Linked DNA regions of Xenopus tropicalis: region 2 is linked to region 1. Evidence: chromatin contacts called from public Hi-C data. All regions are on one chromosome and are shown on one strand. Each heading gives the region's core, a stretch centred on a gene start, on an enhancer-like site or on the middle of the called end of the contact. The rest is flanking DNA. Distances are from core to core; before and after follow the strand shown.

Region 1 (7,547 bases), core at 3,557-6,056:
ATCATCCCTCTTTCTTTCTCCTGACAACTTCCTCCATTATGTCCTTGGCTACTTTGTGTTTAGAAAGTGACCAGCAGGTTGTAATAAAATGCATTCATATTAACAGTACTTTTAACCCTTAATATAATGGAAAAAAAATAATAATGAATGTAAATTCCAAAAGTGTTTAGAAGAGCACTTTCATCAATTTTTTTAAAGGTTTACTTATCCTTTAAAATCAAATTATACATTATACATTGAGTTTATGCCAGTGATTGTTTTACTAAATTGTACAGTACCCTAAGTCACCTGATTTCTCTGGTCTTTCCTAAGCAGAGCAACATCCCAAGGGTTTCCTCTTCTTCTGAAAATTTCTCCTGACTGTAGCCTGGTGGCAGAACTGACCAGCAGGTGTTGCTATTGTTTCAGTGACAGTATATTAGCAGTGTAAAAAAATCCAATATTTTAAAATCAAGAATAAAATATGAAAATTGCAAAAGTGCTTAGAAGAGCAGGTTTACATTTTCTTTAAGGGGCAGTGGGGATTGTTTGACTCTTCCTTGTTCTTCTTCATTTTCACTGTCTCTGCTGTAGGTTGAAGCCTAGATAACATCCATCAACTGTTTATAATATGAATCCATTACTGTGTCTTTGTGTAACAAAGCATGAATATAGCTTTACCAAGTTGGGATATAGAGAATAGTGAGCATGCAGGGAGTTTAATGCAGGCTGAAAACTTATTCACTATGATACCAACTCAGTTTGGATAGCATCTAATATCATCTAATAGGCAATAATTGTATAATAATAATAATAATGGTAATTAATAATGATAACAGATCTATAAATGTATGCACAGCTTTAGCTGCTCACAGATACCTGTTGGTGTAACTGGCTTAGCATGAGTCAGTAATTAGCTGTTGCATTACATGCAGATTGCACTGCTGACCAACAGAATGGTTGAGTAGTTAATAATGCTAGGCTGATGGTTCAGACTTAATAATCCATTTATATCTCAAACTTTATAAGAAAAAAAATAAAGTCTGTTTGTGAAAAGGAGTAAGTATGCACTACAGTTTGGGTGCATGTTTATATGAATGACAATACCCTTTTTATCTCCCTCATTAAAGGCATCTGTAAGCTGATAAGGTAGCAGTGTCCCATATCCCTCCATGTAATGTGTTGCTTCTGCAGTTCCTGCACCCCAGATCCTTGTGTTCCCTATAGCCTGCCTCTATTGTACTCAAGCCATATTCCTTCACCATTTCATGCATGCCTTCCAACCATTGCACTGTATATACATCTCACTTTTGTATAATGCCAGTTTGCAAAGTATTTCCAAAATAGAGCAAAGGAATAGCCTTCCTGTTTATATTACATATCCAGGATACTTTATTACCCTGTGCTGTTTAGCTGCTGTTGCCTTGCTCCCAGTAAAGCCAGCAATGAGTTCACTTGTGAGGAATGCCATGAATGCCAGTGCAGCAATAAGACGAGCAGCAGTGCTATTTTGTGGCAGAAGCTTCTGCAGTGATGCCATTCTTTGAAAATAATAATTTAGATGCCCATTTTTCAGAGAGATATCTTTTTAATTTAATACTTGTAAATCTATCTCCATCAATAAGACATCCTCTGTTAGGTAAAACATCCATGCTGTTGCTGTGCTTTACTCATTTCTAAGATATTTTTGCTTAATTTCCCAGCTGATCCAGAGTCTCCCCGCAGCTATTCCTCTGCTTTCACTAATGTTACCCGAAGTGTCGCAAGAAGGGGTGCCCAAGAGAGAGAGGTATGTGATCCACAGTTGTGTGTTTAATGCCCCACCCACCCCTCTACACTTCCCATGCAGTGCCGCAGAGTTGCTCAGGCTCAGAATATATACAGCTTAACGTTTACTGTACAAGGCTTATTAGTAATGATTTCAGATTTACATAACACTGCAACATTCTGCTTCAAATGGGATTATTAATGAGCCTTTTAGCATCTGTGGCAGGTGTAGTCTCACTTTCTGCTATTTTTTGGTGATTTGCTCTTCAACAGCAGCCCAGAGCACACTGAGCGCGTGCAGTGTCACTGACACTCAAAAGATGGCCCAACACGATCAGAAGATGAACAGCTTAGATGCTTTTTAGTATGTTTTAATATCTGAAACCAAAGTAAAGAAAGACGCTGTCAGTGGGGTCCTTGGGACAACCAGTGTGGGGAAGCTATGTGTCTGCCCAAAAGAAGAATGTGCTGTTTTGATCAAATGAATACTCAAGTTTTAGTAAATATAATTGATGACAAATGTAATACTAATTGCAGTATTTGTCTTTTGTTTCTATGGTAAGCCTGCTCGAGCTGTGTATGACTTCAAAGCACAGACTCCAAAGTAAGTTCTAGTGTGGTTGGGTGGGTGCTTATGCTATATTTCTGCTCTTTATTGGCCTAATAATTACTACCAGAGGCTGTGCAAGTACTGTCAATCCGCAGAGAAATCTCGGCCACTTCTAAATTAGTGTCTTTTTGACTATACGGTACAGTACTATACCTTGCAGCCACAGGATATCCCAGAAGTGCTTATATTACACAATTATTATACAGAAAAATAATAATTTGTATTGTTACTGTTACCAGTGTGTCTTTAGTTATATAATACTTGTTTCTGCAGAGCTGTACCTTTGTTCATTAAAGGAACAGTAACACCAATTAATAAAAGAGTTTTATGTAATTAAATACTATTGCCCTGCACTGGTAAAACTGTTGTGTATGCTTCATGAACACTACTATAGTTTATATAAATAAGCTGCTGTGTAGCCGTGGGGGCAGCCATTCAAGCTGGAAAAAAGGAGAAAAGGCACAGGTTACATAGCAGATAACAGATAAAGCACAATTGTATTCTGTTTATCTGTTATCTGCTATGTAACCTGTTCCATTTCTCCTTTTGAACGGCTGCCCCAATGGCTAAACAGCAGGGTATTTATAAAACTATAGTAGTCTTTATTAAGCAAACACACAACTTTTACCAGTGCAGGGCAGCAGTACATTATTAGTTTAATTACGTGGATATATTTTCATTTTTTGGTGTTACTGTTAATGGTACCTTTAATGGTACAGACAAGGGAAACAAATCTCGCAATAAATAAAAAAGAAATCTATTACAAAGACTAATTGCTGTGTGTTAAGAGACACAGGAATTATTAGGCCCTACTTATAGCATTTGCAATCTAAGTGAGGCATTTTCTGGCCAGAGGAACTGCCTGTGATCCAGAGGCCCAGGGCAAGTGCTCTGAAACATTTTCTGGAGACAGAAGTAAAAATGTGTAGAGCAGGACATGTAACATTCATAGTCATTTCTGTAGTGATTATAGAACTGGGTGGGGCTGTGTGTTGCTTATGGAAAGCAAGTCAGATTTTGAGAAAAAGAGGTTAAGAATTGTTCCTTTATTAAAAACCAGAGACCCAGAGAAGTATCTTGGGATCACATTCTCTCAGATCCTGCTCTATATCCAAACAGGATTGTATATTGTGTTGTAAATGATGCAACTGAGCATGACAGATCCACTCTACAAACCCCCCTGTCCAGGGACAAATGATCTACATAGGCACCTAGGGCTGCAGCTTTATGGCTGGTGGCTCTTGGGTGCCTATATAGAAAAAATATATACTTTATAAATATATTCCCCTAGCCTGATTATGATAATGGTGGGATTTACCATTTTTATAGAAGGCCTTCCCAGATGCACATATTGCGAATAGCAAACAGAATTGAATGAGACAGATTCAGTTCAGTATATCCAGGTTTCATGCACTTATTTACTAGCACTGGGCTAATTTGTAACTGGACAGTTACCCATATCAACCAGTGATTGATCTTCTCTGGCAGCTGTCTGACGTGTGATTGACTGCCATGGGTTATTGCACTGTTATTAGGTAAATAAATGACCCCCTATCATTTTATTGAGCTTTTACAGCATATGAAATGTTTGCACCTTATTTTCCTGCAGAGAACTGTCTTTCAGTAAAGGAGATACAGTCTATATCCTCAGGAAAATAGACAAGAACTGGTACGAAGGGGAGCACCATGGGAGAATAGGGATATTTCCAGTTTCATATGTTGAGGTTTGTAGTCCTTTCTTTCCATTTATTTTATGACTATCAAGCATTCACCGTAAATTAGATATATATTTATTAATCTTTCTGTTGTAGAAAATGACCCTGACAGAAAAATTACAGCCAGCGCGCCCCCCTCCTCCAGCACAGGCCCGAGAGATCGGAGAGGCAGTGGCTAAATACAATTTTACTGCTGACACAAACGTGGAGCTTTCACTCAAAAAGGTAATTTTATCCACTATTCTTATTGTTCATGTGTATCTGTTGCCTTATAACAGTGAAATAACTTACAGTAGGTTCTCCGCTATTAAGAATAAAAATTAATAGGTCAGACACCAGCCATTGGCTCTGCAGCCGGCACATCCCAGCATCCTTAGGGCCACAAAATGGACCTATCCCTTTAGTTAGCAGATTTAGCTTTTTCTAACCTGTGGGTCCCTTTCTTTCTTAGCACTGCTCGATGCATTATGCATTCAGTATAGGTGCAACCTGTGACTTATATCTTTTTTTCCCCCAGGGTGATAGAGTTTTGCTTCTTAAGCAAGTTGACCAAAACTGGTATGAAGGTAAAATTGTGGGGACTAAAAGGCAGGGAATCTTCCCTGTGGCCTATGTGGAGATCTTAAAAAAGGGTCCGTCCAAAAGTGCTGGGGATTCCTCCCATTGTCCAGGACCTCAGAGCACTTCAATAGACAGGATGCACAATTCAAGTCCTGCCACGGTAAGGAACCTTGTATTACTAGTTAATTATAGAGCAAAGCCTTTGCTTTTGGTGGCATTTGCCCTGTCTCAGATAACATTCCTTTGGTTAGAAAAGGTCTTTTGTCTGAGCTTTCATGCAACATCTTGGCTGCTGCCATTGCTCCCATTACTAGAAGCACAGCCATTGGAACACTGGATAAGTGGCTGGTGATGATCAAACATCTATTTGTGCTCTGGTGTTTAATAAGCTATTATGCTATCCATTTTTTGCATTCAAAACAGCTGCATATTTTGTATTGCGGTAGAGAAAAATAATCACATTTGTAGGTACTCTGATAAGGATCACAAGGGGGTATGCAGTAAACAGGGGGCATGCACTCGAGTCTTTCTAGATGGCACTTGGTGCAGAAATTCATTTGGCAGCATGAGAAGGAGAATTCCTGGTTGGCCTAGTACTTACAATATAGAAAATAGAATTGGCATTAATACTCACACTCATATATTGTTGAACCAGGAACAAGTCAAGTTGATCTTTTGGGGTCAGGATTTTGAGTGACAGCTTTTTACCTTCCCATTGATTAACTAGACATTAATTAAGCATTATCTGAAAAATTAAATTAAACTTGATCGACACGTGCCCAGATCTCTCCCCTCTCCCTTCTCCTGCTCCCCCCTCCCATAAGAATTCATAAAACTTACTCCCCCCACCCTTAGGAATGTGTGATCTGAGCTATAAGGGCTAGACTGCAAAGGAAGCTATGAACACCAAGCTAAAATGGCAGCTGCAATCTTAAACAAACAGAGAAAGCTTATAGAGCTCTTTACTTAGGTATGATAAAGCTTTCTGCAGAATAAATATAACATTCTAGGTGGCACTAATGTGGCAAATCTATTGGCAGTAAAATGCCAAAATGACTTTCCTTCGCCTTTAAAGGGGTTTTTCACCTTTGGGTTAACTTTTTGTATGTTATAGAATAGCTTATCCCTAGCCACTTTACTATTGGCTTTCATTATTCAGCGTTTATAGTTTTTTAAATTTTTTGTCTCCCTCTTCTGTCTTTTTCTGTTTTATGGCCATTTTTGATGGACACAATTGAGGTTTATTAACCTGGGCATAGTTTTATACCACTATTTGGCTGCCACAATTGAGCTGGATTTCTGGGAATTTTTGGCGTAGAGGGAATTTAAGATGTTCACAATGATACTGCATTTAACTATGGTGCTGGGTCTGCTTCTGCATGTAGAAATCCTTCTTAAGACAATTATACTCAAAGCCACTTGGAACAATTTCTATATTATATATCACAATGACATAAATTGGCATGTTATTTATTGAACATGTTCTTCCTGATGTACATAGCTATCTTCAGCAACAGCTGTGGTTAAAAAAACACATTAATTCCAGTTCATGGCAACCAGAGCTCCCTGCCTTAATCTGTGCTAGCTAGGAATTCCCTAGTTGGCTTTCTGAGCATCACAGCTCAGAACCTGAGATCTCTGGCTGTTCCTGCAAGTGTTGGCTGACTTCCTTTTGGATATCACTTATGTAAATTGTAGTTGTGAAGAGAAATGCATCTGCAAGAATATGACCTTTGTATAGCTAGCAAGACTGATGTACTATACGGTGTTGTGATTATATATAATGAATGGATATTGTCTGTATCATTTTGGAAAGGATTTTAGCAGACATTAATGTTGGGTTGGAGCTTGCTTAAGGAAACCTAATGTATTTATTAATCCTAACCTAAAATATAGATAAAAATGTATTGAACTGGTAGTCAACATGTGGACATGCCTATGTAAGGCTTTATAGGAATATCATTAAGCTTTACCACACATAGCGAAGCTCTGCCAGCTATGGTCTTCAGCTAAGGGTGTGCACTAAAGTACACAATTTAACATACGGGGCACAGATGTGTGGTTCTGTTGGGGCAGCTGATGGCCAGTGCAGGGGGATATGCTGACAACAATTATGTCTCAGTTATATGCAGTGCAGGTTAAGCCACCTAAGTCGCATTTTGTATTCATGATATCATATAGAAGGATTAATTCCAAGTACATATCAAGTCAGTGGAATGTGGATATACCTGAAATGTATATGGAATCTCTGGGGGTTGCAAAGTCAAATAAACATTGAATACATTTATCTACTTTGTAATGAGATGAGCCCAGCAATGCAATATTGCTGGGCTCATCTCATTATTGCATATTTGTACTATGCTTATTAATGCACTATGGCTACTACTTATAGGCCTCTTATCTGCCAAAAGCTGTATGTAATGCAGGAACAAGGGAGGTATTTACTGTAGAATCATGTAGAAATGCCCCCATTTAGCACAATGGTCTAGTTGTTAGTGTTATTGTACTCTTTATCCATGAGTCCTTCCCATTATTTTTAAATTACCCATTATAACACATTTTTTTGTTATATTTTTGTAAGAGCCTTTTTATACCTGATTGGAATAAAAGCACTGAGTAACTTGCTGCTGCTATATAAAACATGAGTATCTCCTTCATATGTATAGGCTTGCCACCTTTTCCCACACCAGACTGGGGTGTGTGGCACTGGGTGGGACATTGACGTAACGTAGGCAGGTGGTGATGACGGAGGGGCAGGGCTATGACAAGGCGATTGGCTGATTGCTCCCTCAATCTCACAGAGTCCTTCCAAAAACCGGGCTTTCCAGGTCAAAACCAGACAGGTGGCAACCCTACATATGTAGCTGTGATGGGGTGTCCGTGCTAGCGGTGAGCCTTTAGGGAAATGTGGTCCA
Region 2 (7,547 bases), core at 3,235-5,734, 74 kb after region 1:
GATTTGTGATTTTCAATTTCCTTCTGTAAAAAGAACAATTGAATGTATTAAAGAAAAAAAATGAACAGAATTTACCAACGTTTCTTTTTCTCCCATGCTACACTATTAGGTGGACTATGAATGTAGTTACTTTTTCTTGCTTAGAAAAACTTTGAATTTTACTTAAAGTAAACTGACAGATATAACACTCCTCTGTGATATTGTTCCCTGCATGCTGTTAGACTCATGAGACTGTAGTTTGTTGGGTAGAAAAATAAGCACCAATATGACTGCAAAAATATGTGCCAAGATTTTTGCACTCGCAACACACCGGTTGGCCACGAGTACATATTTTATAGCCATCAACTGTGGGCTTCTGTACTAAACAAGTCATCAATGGCACGTGTAAAATATAGGGCTCCCATGCACCTTGGCCACCTCCTCCTCCTTCTCATAAATAGGAACAGGCACCACACACAAGAAAACAAACAAACAAACAAATGTCATTTTAATGAGCAAAGTTGCACAAGTTTTTGGCTAGTGTTAATAAATAAGTCTATTATTTTTTAAATAATGTATCTATACTATTCAATGTTCATTTTACCTTTATTAACTCTGTTGCGATGTCATAATTTTCAGAGGAGTATAGATATGGTTTACCTATGGTTACACTGGTATATCTGTGGAAAGTAGAATATTAAAGTAAATGTGCAGCAAAGTAATATGGAAGAAACAGTGCTGGAAAGTTCCCTATGCACTTAGTAGTGTAACTATAGAGGAAGTAGACTCTGGGTCTGCTTCCCCTATAGTTGTAGAAACTATAGTACCCAGCCACCCACCCAACCACTCATGTCCCCTGCTCCTAGCTACATGTTCTGGTGGGAGCCAGGCATGGGGGCCAGGTACACAGGGGGAAGGTTGCTGTTGTTGTGCACACTGGGCCCCTCTGCAGATTCTTTGGTGGGGGGGGGGCAGTGTGGAGTAGTTACACCACTGTTTGCACTTGTTAATACACTGAGCCATAAAATTATAGGATCAGCATATAATATGCATCACTTCTAATGACCCCTGTGCACTGCATACACCCAAGATGCAATGCATTTAAACCATGTAGTACAGACAGTACAGTACAGCTTCTTACCCATATCCACTGCCCTGTTTTGGAGGATTAGTGTAGAAGTTTTTCCCTGGTGCAGTGTATGCTTTCCTTGGTTTTAGTTCAGCACTAAATGCCACCACCGGACCTCCAACAGTGCCATAGAAACTGCCCAATCCAGATCTAGAATTAAGAATATAAACAGTTGTACATTACATCACTAAGAAACATTGTACATTTCTTTGCACCTCAGTAATTTGGAATGAAATAGAACAATTACAGAAATTCATAAGGCTTTTAATTTGTTCTGCAATATGTTTTAAAGGGCCACTCTGCCTTCAAAATGTCTAATAGAATTGTGCTTAGAGCATATATCTATGCTGCATCCATACCTATGCCTGTATAGATGTATGGTACATTTCACAGTTTTTATAATTGTCTGATTTGCTGTTCCATTGTGATACTAAGATAATGCCTTGTATGCTATAACTAACTCTGCACAGATCCATGTTTTTGCATTTTAGTAGATTTAGGCATGGAAATAACCTTTATACAGAAAACACACCCTAGAAACAACCTATTTTGGGCAACAGACTGTAATAATGTCTGTTTTTCAGGGTGCTAACATTTCCTTACTTACGGCTTTTTCTCTCCACTGGATGGGAGGAAGGGCTTTCCCAAGTTCTTTTTGCTTTGCTGCATTCGATACTGTCTTCTTTGCTTTAAAACATCAGAGTAAGATTCCCCTTCAAAAACTCTCTTGAACTGAGCATCAAAGTATCCACCTAAAATATTAGCCATGGATTTGGAGCCTCCAGGAAGTATTTGTCTATTCTTACTTGCAGATTCATTAAAGGGTTCTGAAAAAGCATAATTGATTAGTTTGCAAAGAAAATTTGGAAATTAACAATTCCCTGTGCATAACTCTGGTTATATGAATTTGGTACAATGAGGCATACAAGCCAAATGTTGCAGGGCTGTCTGAAAGTTTATGCAAAAACTTCCTGCAGACTGTCTGATTTCTATGAAACTGTTGTCTTGTGGTGGAACTAAGCAACCTGCATACACCCATCCACCCACCCACCCACCCATGATCAGAGTTGTCCCCAGTATTGAGTAGTCACCAGGAGGGTAGCACCCCCAGTTGGGATCCAGTCTACTGCTTTTGGCTATTCCTAAGAACCTACAAGAGAAGAGAAGGAGGTCCCAAAAGCGAAAGCCCACCTGGACAGCCCTATGGATGCAGATTGTTAGGCAGAACTGACTGGCACAAGGGGCACAGTGTAAAGGGGCACACTGTAGAAGCATCAGCCTTCTGAATCTATCTGAGAGAGGCTGCACCTTGGAGATAGTGCTGATAGGAAAAGAAAGTGGAAATCCCCTTCTAGAGGATAAATGAAGGGGCTGTTAGTAGTGTTCACCGGAAGGGTAGATAATGGATGATAATAAAGAGGATAATGATCCAAGGAGGCAGCTCTCTCCCAAGAGTTTCAGTATGAACATGTAAGAGAAAGTGGCAATGTGCGGATAGAAAAAGAAGAGGGCTGGTTAATAGTGATATATTTAAAAGGTGTGAGGGAGCACAAATACACAGTTGCGTTTGAGTGAATCACACCAATGGGAGGGGTGATGACACATGAAATAAAATACGGAATATTTGCAGAACATTTATGGTTGAAAAATATTTAAAGTACACATGAGAAAGTGGCTGGAGGAGCAGTCATGGTAGGTTGAGCAGTATAACACAGCACACACAGTTTGGGTAGAGAATGTGTTCATACAGGGCGAGGGGATGGCACCTTGATCTCAAAATAAAACACTTCGACACTGTAGTTCACTGTACCTGTGTGGTGGATTAAAGGGTGAGTTTAGTTGGACAGGGCAGCAAGAGTATATCCCTTGGCCCTCCAAGCTTCGCTGGAACCATTTGAACCATGGACCATGAAACCCAGGCCATACCACATAATCTCAGCATACTCCAGCCATGCTAGTAATCTCCTGGAAATATATTTGCCCATATAAGAAGCCAATGCATTGGTTAGGAGACACTTTTCATAAGAAAATGCATCCAACTAATGACGTGCCAGCCTTTAAGTTGTTATTTACACAGGACTAAGTCCATACTTACTGGAGCCGGGGGGCGCATATTTATCTCCAATGCTGGTATATCCCATCTCACTGAAGAGGCCAATCCTCTCCATATCAGTCCTTCCTTCAGGCATTTTAAAACTGTGAAGGTTTGAAAAGCCCAGGGGAAATAACACCTTGAATAAATGGATTAAAATAGAAATTGTAAGATATGATTTTTAGTCTTCACATGCTCAAATCCCAAACATTGAGCCAAATATATTACCCAGGGCAGGCACATGTAGAAAAAGCACATTTTTGCACACCACAATGGGATTTAGGTTGGAAGCTCTACGGGGCAGGGACCTCTATCCTCTTGTCTTTTTGATTCTTAATTTATAGTAGTCATACCTTGTATCTATTTTTATGTATTATCATACTTTTTATTTATCTATTATTGTGATGAGCCCATTTTGTTTTATTTATGTATTGTTCTACTTACTGTACAGCGCTACATACATACATACATTTTTGACTGTGGCACAGGGCACTGATTAAAATAACTGTGGGTTGCTGTGTTTTTATGGAGGATCTGTCAGGGGTAAAGTGTAAGCAAATGTATTCCTTTGGAAAAGCCTAACAAATTGGCAGTGAATTTGCCTTTTCTTGTACTTGTTTGCCCATTTGTGTCTGTTAGTTACCCCTCCCATATAGATTGTAAGCTCTACGGGACAGGGACCTCCTTCATCTTGTGTTTCTGACTCTTATTGCAACTGTACCTTGTATTTATTTGTATTTATTGGTGTACTTTGTATTTATCCATTATCTTTAACCCCCTGTTTGTATTAATGTATTCTACTGTACAGTGCTGCGTACATAAATAAAGATATACATATACATACATACATACTTTAACAGTAACTACTGATTGGTTGCTATGGTTAACTGCACTGGTGAAACTTTGCAGTGTGTGCTATCATTTTCTTTAAAGCACATTTGCTGCTTGAATGCGAGCCTGTGCCCAAGTGGCCATGTTACACCTGAATATTTAATTAACATTTCCTTATTTAATTCAGCAGGTAACCACCCCAGAGTCTCCATCTCTCACCTAAGCGCTGTGTCTCTCTCAGTACAACTGTTGTTACATCTGGTTGCTGCGGAGACAGAACAGCGCATTCCATTTTACATCGTGGGGGGTTCTCGGTCGCACTAAAGCCTCCAAACGTTTATTTTAAAGCCTTCGCGACTTTTGGTTGAACCTATCCTTCTATTGACTGTTGTCTAGTATATGTAAGCACAAGCGTGACATGCTGAGAAAGTGTACAGTAGCAGATATGGTTACCAGAAAACGGCCATATACACCCCACATCCCCACTTGGTACAGCTCCAACTTTACACTGTACCTGCATTGGAAGCTTTGACACGCAATGCATTTAGGGTAATGTAGTCCTCCGCAGGTTCCGTGCATGCGCATTGGTTACTACATTTGGATGTAGGCGTGCCCATGCAAATCGAGCTGTTGCTGTCAATTTGTTTTTGGTAGAGGCGTGTGTATTTATCTGTAAGGGTATATGGCTTGCGATCCCTAGTCTTTGTGCCATAGAACTAGATGGGTAACCCGCTGAATATTTTAGCGGTATACGTTTGAGTTGCAAAAAAGAGGCAGGAAGTAGTTTGTGTACAGCTCATCATTAGGGGCTGCCGTAAAGTGAGGAAGTGGCTGGAGTCGCAGTCATGGTGAGTTGAGCAGTATAACACAGTACACACAGTTTGGGTAGAGAATGTGTTCATACAGGGCGAGGGGATGGCACCTTATTCTTAAAACCAAACACTTCGACTCTGTAGTCCGCTGTGCCTGTGTGGTGGATTAAAGGTTAGACAGGGCAGAAAGGGAATGTCACTGGCCCGCCAAAGTAAATATTATATGGAGCAACGACTTGTTTAATGTTTAGTATTTAGCCTGCAGCCTTCCAGCTGTTAAAGGCATGCTGGCATTTGTAGCTCAAATATAGGGGATACTGATTTATGCAGTTCTACCCCCTGAGGGGTCCCAGGATTTCTACTGTCTTGGTCTTCTAGAAACTTTAGTATTATTTTCCATTAGCATGGGTTTATGGTGGCTTAGTTATCAGAAAGTATAAAGTACTGTATAATCGCAGAGAACAAGTGAATCAGTCAAAATGTGAATTGTTTGTTTCAATAGGACCCTATTAAATTACATTTCCATATTTCTGCTGCAATGTAAGTTTTATATTAGACACTATTGGTGTGTAAGTATTCCCACACACCGCAAGCTAGAAACTGTTATAACAAAAATATTGGGACAATGAAAAGTTTTACACATGTTTATCTGGCCCTGGCCAATGATCCCTCCCTTGTGTGCTCTTAGTCATTCCCCTGATTTGGAGTAGTATTAATAAATAGTTTTAACAACATTTTAACAATTTTTTTTGGTTTGTCTACCTTCCCTATTAATAACATGGCAAGCACTTATTTATTTGTAGTGTATAGAATGGTAAAATACTGGCGAAGTGGCAATGGTGTGTAAAACCAATTCATTGTTTGTACCATGTTAACTTCTGTCTAACAACAATTTTGTCTTTTATTAGATCATTTAAACTAAAGAAAACTGTTTTTACGATCATGGTGACGAAAATGTTATTTTAATCTGCAGGTAGTTTTAACATCGCCATGTATCATTTTCAGAACACGAGGTGGCCTGAATTTATCATTCCCTTTGACTGCGACTGATGGTATGTTCGCATGTGAATGATATAGGACTGGGGGGCACATCGACCAATACTGTGTCACACGCATGTGCATAATGATTAATCTGGGACACACACTCCTTATGTGCATGCATGTACTCCAGTGAGTGGGAAAATGCACCATTTTTAATTCAGTGTTCAGTACATGTATGTTGGGTGAACATTCCCAACCGGTATCTTTGTAACATGCCTATCCCTTGATTAATCGGTCTGCATCCAGAGCCACAGCTTCTATTTACTTCCTGCAGTTCCTATCATTTGGGCTGTGGACCTGAACAAATCACTTCAGGGCAAAGATTCACGCAGCGATTAGTAGCCGCGACTTTTTAAAAAGTCACAGCAACTAATCCATGCAGCACAAAACCACACAAGAGTAGTCGCAGGGAATTCCATAATAACTTGCGGCAGGACTGTCGCTGCAATTAGTTGCTGTGATTGCCTTTTTTTAAAAAGCCAAAGCAACTATTAAATCACTTGTATCTTCGCCCTTAATAGACCTGGTTGCCTTTCTTTGAAAACTTTCAAGTTTTTGTATGTCTTTTTTTGTATACCAGTGTCCAATCTTTCTCAAAAATTAAAAGCCAATTCTCTTAAAAAAAAATGAAATTAAATTTTGAATTTAAAAAAAAAACACGCAATATATTTAACTCCCATACCTTTATGTAATAACTAATAAGCTTTTACAGTTTAAACAATCTGTACTGATCCTACTTCTTTTTACTTTTTGTGATATAATAGAAGCCTCTGCCAAAAAAGCTCTTTTTAGAGCAGTGTGTGACCTCTCTGCCAAGCTCCTATCAGAATCCCTGGTGCTGAATGTTTGTAACAGTGTTCTGTACATATGGCCCAATGCAGGAATATGCACACATCCCACAGAACTAAGAGACGATACTCCATGCAAAGACATTCTGCGCTTTATTCAGTAAGTAAACATTGAATCTCTTTATCTTTTTGTTTTTAAAATTTTTGAATTTCACTGTTTCCATTTAATTTGTCCCCCTTTATTTTTATTTTCTTTTGTTGCAGGATGGATGATGAACGCAAAGTTTTTAAAAAGAAAGAGAAAAAAATCCAAGATTTGGTATGAACACACAATTTGTTTTTCAGTTTGTGTAAATAAGTCTTAGTATAAGTCACTGTGTATATCCAAGCCTTTTTTTAACCCAAACTATTTCTGGGTTATTTGCCATATAAACATTCAGCTAATATCACAAGGGTGTTAGATCAATGATTAAAGGGTGCTTTGTTGCCTGTTAGAAATCCCCTCTTCTAGGCGCCAAAAAAATGGAAAATACCTTTCCATTTGGATCTATTGAATTTGGCAGATGTAAATCACTTTGTGTGGCAGTCCTGGGTAATTTCCCAAAACATTGCCTTCAGTGTGTCGATTTTTAGTGAATCCAGGTGAGATGTGGTGCAACACAGAAAAGTCTCAAAACCTGCCCCCATGCTTTCTATTTGAACCAGTACACTAAATATGACTTATTTATCTAAACTTAATTACTAGTTATTTGCATATTAACATTTGGGGTCATTGGGATAACTAACTCTAAAAATGAATATGGCTAAAAATGCCATATTTTATATCCTGAACTTACGGCCTATTCTAAAATTTCAGCATCACAATTGCAGCAATG

What was found. A called contact is a pair of places that touch in the nucleus more often than the background predicts.
Region 2: a Hi-C map of neurula embryo shows a contact between it and region 1, with 1.9 times the contacts expected there. The contact joins the promoter of c4orf47 here to the enhancer-like site in region 1. A contact is called at or near these places in 4 of 5 Hi-C or Micro-C datasets (brain, liver, neurula embryo and 1 more).

What each region holds. Positions count from the first base shown.
Region 1 is chr1:44,394,250-44,401,796 of UCB_Xtro_10.0, forward strand. sorbs2 (sorbin and SH3 domain containing 2) reads left to right here. Exons shown (of 22, transcript NM_001141994.1): 14 at 1,683-1,768; 15 at 2,310-2,350; 16 at 3,966-4,080; 17 at 4,168-4,296; 18 at 4,589-4,792. Among named protein-coding and RNA genes, the nearest start is that of pdlim3, 39 kb to the right of the region's middle. Within about 2 kb of position 4,807, at least 1 of the 11 cell types and tissues checked has an H3K27ac peak or open chromatin away from gene starts, as enhancers often do. A contact at or near this core is called in neurula embryo, where this site is marked.
Region 2 is chr1:44,468,949-44,476,495 of UCB_Xtro_10.0, forward strand. It overlaps c4orf47 (UPF0602 protein C4orf47 homolog), which reads right to left and starts at 4,485. Exons shown (of 8, transcript XM_002934264.5): 1 at 4,251-4,485; 2 at 3,204-3,339; 3 at 1,716-1,935; 4 at 1,121-1,258; 5 at 584-659; 6 at 1-23. The coding sequence starts at 3,297. ufsp2 (UFM1-specific peptidase 2) reads left to right here and starts at 4,865. Exons shown (of 12, transcript NM_001126988.1): 1 at 4,865-4,879; 2 at 5,817-5,895; 3 at 6,649-6,832; 4 at 6,937-6,991. The coding sequence starts at 4,877.